Linked DNA regions of Rattus norvegicus: region 2 is linked to region 1. The links are chromatin contacts, called in public Hi-C maps. All regions are on one chromosome and are shown on one strand. The core of a region is the stretch at or near the end of the contact, and the rest is flanking DNA. Distances in the headings are between cores, read along the strand shown.

Region 1 (3,172 bases), core at 450-2,949:
TGAGACCTAATAAAAATATATATCAAAAACTTTGGTTGTTGTATAAAAATGGAAATTTGGATGATTGGACATTGGACTGCTTAGTTTGTGCACTGAGATTCACAGCCCCTGAAACCACTGGTTCTTCGATGGCATGTTCGCCTTTCTACTGCCAGAGCTGAATGGCTTCATTCCAGCCTTCAATTTCTGTCCTCCTGTCATGTGCCAGTATCACTGCAAAGATCTTTCCTTACAAAAGGAAAGTCAAATTGTTACAAGTGACCTGCTATTCTTGTGAGTCTGTGTGTCCCGCTGTGCACTGGCCTCCCTTTGAAAGGCTGCACAGAGGATGAGAAGGAAGGCAATAGAGATTCGCCTCTGATGCAGACACTGAGCCCAGGCCCCAGCCACTGGGAGCCCTGTGTCCTGCTGCTCTGCTTTTAGTAGTTCTGCCTGCAGTGTTTCTTTGAAGTGTGTCCAAATGAGACTGTAAGTCACAAACCCGAGCTGTCCCGCACACTCTCTGGGACCAAGACACACTCTTGCCCAATGGTGTCTCATCTAAGGAGTGTTTTAGCTTCTGAAGAAAAGCCCACTCGTGCTTCAAAGATGATATTTTCTCAGCAACTGGGAAGGCAAATTCTTGGGGGAAGAGAGGAGATGCAGAGCACTGCAGTCCCTCTGGAGGTCCCTTTTCAGGTCACTTTCACCAATTAACTCCCAAAGATCCTTGCTGACAGCAATTTATAGATGAGAATCCAAACCAAATGAGACCCAGCTGTGAGGCAAAGGCTTCTGTGGTGAAAAACAGAGAACAGAGTGGAAGCTTTCTGGGAAACAAAAAAGTTCAGGACCTCCTCTAAGAAGCCCAAGGAGGCTGGCTCTCTAGGGAATAGGCTGCCTCACTCAAGCCACTTCCCTTCTTGCTCCTTGGCATTTTCTCTATGGCCCCATCCCAGATCCTGCCCCTGGCTTTCTGCATGTGGCCCTGAGTCACTTCGCCTTGGAGACTGAGTATGACTTTTAAAGCTAAGACTTCTTCCACCTACCTTCTTTGGCTTCTGAGTTTGTCCTTATAAAAAGGATACAGAAAATGTCACAGGCAGAACTCTGAAGGAAAAGTCAGGCAACTGGTATACCAAACTCCGTGAATGGAGACAAATAAGGCTAAGGTGGTTGATCCAAGTGGATAATGAGCTAGCATAGCTGGACGTTGGTCATTGAGTGAGTGAATTGAGTATATATACATATATATTCTAGAAATACAAACTACATTGTGTGTGTGTCTGTCTGTGTGTGTGTGTATATGTGTGTGTGTGTATGTCAAACAGAAGTAAAAGAAAATTTATCAGAAGCCAATAGATAGCAACGTTTTATGAAATCAGACACTTATAACATCCAGCAGAAATAACTGGGCACTAAGCCCAGCTGAAACTGACAAGCTAGGGTTCCGGACTGAGAGTCTCCAGGAGAGCAGAGCTGTCCCCATAGATGAGTGTCAGCTTCTCATCCCCCATGCATATTATTACTTATATTGTAAGTTAAAGAGCGGTAACTTCTGTTGGGAGGAGTTTGCCTTCCAACCATTCTCAAAAGCCTGATGTCAACAATACCCTTAGCTCTTTGGTCCTCTCTCCACTGAAATGACCATGCTGGCTCTGGGTTAAGGGGCTGCCTCCTCACCCCCAATGTGTGTCCAGCAATCTCAAACAGCACACGGAAATTTAACTACAAAACTGATGTTACGGAGATCACAAGCAAAATCTATGGGATGGTGCGGGTTCTGTAGTTGTCAGCCAACAGGCTCGGCCTGCCCCCAGTCTCAGAGCCAGAGTAAGGAATCACTAATGTAAGTGCCAAGGATGACTAGAGTGCAGACCAGGTGGTATTGAGGAGCCCGGTGACTGTTCTCCAGCACTCCCCTCTCCTCAATCCTTTCCACTCCATTTTGACAGATTTCTGGAAGTAGACAATGGAAAAATTCTCATATCTTCCAGAGGCTTGGGACCATGTACAGTACCAAGCACGGACAATGCTATGGAACCAGATTCAAACAGGGAAGGGGTCTGCGATCCTCACCATCCCAACAAATATCCAATCTTATACAATGACAACTAGCCGTCAGAGCACACAATGAGGACTAGCAAGCCGTCAGAGCACACAATGAGGACTAGCTAGCTGCCAGAGCACACAATGAGAACTAGCTAGCTGTCAGAGTGCACAATGAGGACTAACTAGCTGCCAGCACACAATGAGGACTAGCTAGCTGTCAGAGCACACAATGAGGACTAGCTAGCGGTCAGAGCACACAATGAGGACTAGCTAGCGGTCAGAGCACACAATGAGGACTAGCTAGCGGTCAGAGCGCACAATGAGGACTAGCTAGCGGTCAGAGCGCACAATGAGGACTAGCTAGCTGCCAGAGCACACAATGAGGACTAGCTAGCCGTCAGAGCACACAATGAGGACTAGCTAGCAGTCAGAGCACACAATGAGGACTAGCTAGCTGTCAGAGTGCACAATGAGGACTAGCTAGCCATCAGAGCACACAATGAGGACTAGTTAGCCGTCAGAGTGCACAATGAGGACTAGCTAGCCGTCAGAGTGCACAATGAGGACTAGCTAGCTGCCAGAGCATACCCAGTGATGGCAGAACACCCAGGATAATGATTGTCAGAGCACACACAAGGACAACTGTCAGAGCACACATGTTGATGACTAACAATCCTGGAGGGCGAGTAAAGAGCACATACAGTGAACACACGATGATGCTGAAGTCCTGTAGAAGGCAGAGCAGGATGGACAGGAGTCTGACAAAGAAGTTGGACACACAAAGAACATCTTATAAGACAGGGAAAGCTCACAAAGCGTGGGACAACCACAAAATACATGTGGAAGGCGTGCTGGCTAGTTTTATATCAGTTTGACATAAGCTAGGGTCATTTGAGAAGAAAGAACTACAACTGAGAAAACACTGTCAACACACTGGCCTATGAGGAAGCCTGGGTTGCACGTTCATGGTTGGTGACTGATGTGAGATGGCCCAAATCATTGCCGGGGGTGCTGATAGTGGACAGGTCCTCCTAGGTGCTATAAGGAAGCAGAATGAAACAGTGGTGAGGAGCAAATCAACACCTCTCTATGGCCTCTGCATCATGTCCTGCCTCCAGGTTCCTGTCCTGCCTCCAGGTTC
Region 2 (3,172 bases), core at 372-2,871, 190 kb after region 1:
CCTATGGGAGAGCTGGACCCATACTCAGGGTAGGCCTTCATTCTCACTTAAGTGTTCTGGAAACACTCTCACAGACACATCCAGGGGTGTGTTTCCATGTTGATCCTAAACCCAGTCACGTTGACAAAGAAGCTGGACCTTCATCACGGTGAAGATTTTACTCACAGGCAAATGACTAAAAACGACAGAGCATGTGATTGGGACACCGGTCCTTCTCGTTCCAACTCGGTCCCCACTCGGTCCCCATTACACTAGCTACACCTCGCCTCTGTTTCCAGTTTGACTTTGAGGACTTTCACCAAATGGACTATCGATGGTTTTACACGAAGCTTTTCAAGAATGGAACAAAATCTCTGAAGGCGAAGCAGCCCCTGTCAGAACAGCACAAGAAACCTGAAAAGAAAAAAAAAAAAAATTGATGCCTCTCTGACCAACTTCGGAGTCATCGCACCATCACGAGGCACTTTGGTCTGTGAAGTGTCTACAGTTTGGTTTCTTGATTTATACTTAATTTTAGAGCACCCAACCGGGATGTGGGCTTCAGCTGAAGAACTCTGGGATACAGGCCGTGGGACCATTGCCATTCTGAAAGCATCACTGAATTCTGACTCACCATTTATGGACAGCCTGTTCTGCCTTGGGCACTGTGTGTCACTTCCCTCACACCCCATGCTCTGGGTCACTATACCACCTTTGTGGTGCCAGCGATGTGATGACGAACCAAGTTATCAGATAAACTGCTCTCTTCTCTTCCTTTACTTGATTTAAATACAGCCCGTGGATGTCACACCAGTCAAACAACGCCCTTCCGCTAGCCAGTACTTTTCCGTTACCTTGTTGTAAGCACATCTGGCCCTGAACTTGATCCAAGTCAGGCAAGATACATCCTAGACAGCTAGAGGTTAATAAGCATCTGAGTGGTTAAATTTAGCCTTTATTCTACTATCCCGAAAAGGGCTAGTTCCCCTTGGAATGTGGGTTTTGTTCCATTGCCAAGTCTCGTGTAAAACTAATAATAGACCCACTTGGTGAGAGTCCTTAAGTAAAATTAGAAAGCGAGGCAAACCGCACAGGTAGCCGATCCCAGATTGCGGTTCTGGGACTGGTCAGTGGAGGGCGCCACTCGCCGAGCTGTCTAACTGAAGGTTTAGATCTCTCAATGTCTCTGCTAAACTGAGCATTTCAAACACCTTCATACAGTCGCTGTGAACATTAAACAACATGAGAAAGTGCACGGCACATACTAGCTACTTCACACGTGTTCCTTTCCTTTTCTTCTACCCCAGCCCCACCCCCAATCCCCAAAATTAACGTTGCCATTAAATTTGCCAAATAAGGCAAAGACTACTGAGGTCGATTGCAGCTGCAAGATTACAGAGTCTCTCTGTCCCACCCAAGTGCTTAAGAAGTGTCGGGCACAATCCAAACTCCAAAGGATGTTAAATGCTGTTCCCCTGCCACCCACTCTAGCCACCAGGGCCCCAATGCACATTAAAATAAGATTAGGGCAATGATTTAAGCTGAAAATTGGGCTGCCAGGGGAAAGCACGGGCCTCACTCCTGGGGGATTAACTATACCTATGGGTTCAGCGGCAGGCGCCTCGGGCTGCCTGACGTCAGCGCCCCGGGTTGTTTTTGCCCCCCGCAGTGTGGGAAGGAATGGGAGTGGAGTGGGTGAAGGAGAGCGGTGCCTCTCCAGCGCCAGCGTAGCCCGCCGGCGCCCTCTAGTGATTCTTAGCCGACACAGGTTTCTCTAAGAAAACAAAGCCGGGAGCCAGATATAGATAACTCACAGGTTTTATCCTCGCTCTCCTCCTAGGTTCAGAGAGTTCCCCAGCACCAACCATCACAGGAAGTTGCTGATGAGAGAGAGGAGGAGTATTAGTACTGCTTTGTGGCAGTCCTGAACAAACCTCCAGTTTAGGAAGTGATAAGGACTTTAATATTTGGAGAGAGTTCTGAAATGTTCTTAGCAGTCTTCACAAAAAAAGCAGATGGCAGCAGAGAAGGGAGATTTAGACCGCCCTCCATGAGCTGGCTTCTCCTGGAGACAGTCTGGCTGCCACTGCATACCAGGACGGATACCCATGCTCAACAACAAACAGGAGGCAGTTACAGCTCCTCCTGTGTGTCTACTTCCTGTGTCAATTTCATGAACCATGGCGAAAATAGGCAGTAAAGCTCTATCCTGCTTAGGAATAAATAATAAATGATCTGGACTCCACAGCAGGCAGGTCTAGAGAGGAGAAATATTTTGTATATATTGCCTTACTTCAGCAGGTGAGAGGAAGAAGCAGCGTTCTACAGATGAGGCGTGGTGGTTTCAGGAGAGGCAACGTTCACTCCCACCCCAACTCAACCAGAAACACACATACACACAGAATCACATACAAATGCACAAATACAGACACATACACACACAGTCACACATACATCATACCTACACACAGAGAAATGCATATAGACCCACACACAGGCACATACACTCACAGTCTCACACACACACATCACACAAATGCACACAAATGAACATATGCACACACATTACACACACACGCGTGTGCACACACACCACACACACACACACCAGAAATGTAACTTGGCCGTGTTAGATTAAGAAAACAGAAAGCCATTAGCTTATCTCTGAACTCTGAGCCCCTGTTACAAACTACCACTTAAACATCAACAAACTGAACAAGTATTTATTTGTTCATTAATTTATTTTGAAACAAGTTGGTTCCCTGTGGCCCAGTCTGACCTTGAACTTCTGATCCTCCTGCATCTGCCTTCTGAGTGCTGGGAATTCATATGTAAGCTACCACACATAAGAGGTGTATATGGTTTGTTACAGAAAGTGCGGACTTTGGTCAATCATAAACAGCCTCACCCTTCAGCCAGTTATAGGCCTCCTGTATTGGTTTGCCTTCTGTTGTTGTGTCAAACACCAGGTAAAGACAACTTGGAAAAGGAAAGGTTTGCCTTACCACTTAGAGTTCATCATGAAGGAAACTCAGGGCAGAAAGAAACTCAGGACAATCCACGAGGGCAAAGGGAGCAGAAGCAGCAACCAGGGTCCAGATGGCTTAGAGTGATGGAAGAACAAGAGTTCTTAGGGTTACCTGCAGGAAGAGCCGATTGGTCACAACACAGCACTGAATCATCACACGGGCAA

Evidence for each region. Hi-C and Micro-C count contacts between places; a contact is called where the count stands out from the background.
Region 2: a Hi-C map of the Rat2 cell line shows a contact between it and region 1, with 4 times the contacts expected there. The contact joins two enhancer-like sites. A contact is called at or near these places in 2 of 12 Hi-C or Micro-C datasets (the A7r5 cell line and the Rat2 cell line).

Annotation. Positions count from the first base shown.
Region 1 is chr2:228,726,027-228,729,198 of GRCr8, forward strand. No RefSeq gene overlaps it. Among named protein-coding and RNA genes, the nearest start is that of Ddit4l, 74 kb to the right of the region's middle. Within about 2 kb of position 1,700, at least 8 of the 93 cell types and tissues checked have an H3K27ac peak or open chromatin away from gene starts, as enhancers often do.
Region 2 is chr2:228,911,195-228,914,366 of GRCr8, forward strand. No RefSeq gene overlaps it. Among named protein-coding and RNA genes, the nearest start is that of Ddit4l, 110 kb to the left of the region's middle. Within about 2 kb of position 1,622, at least 50 of the 93 cell types and tissues checked have an H3K27ac peak or open chromatin away from gene starts, as enhancers often do.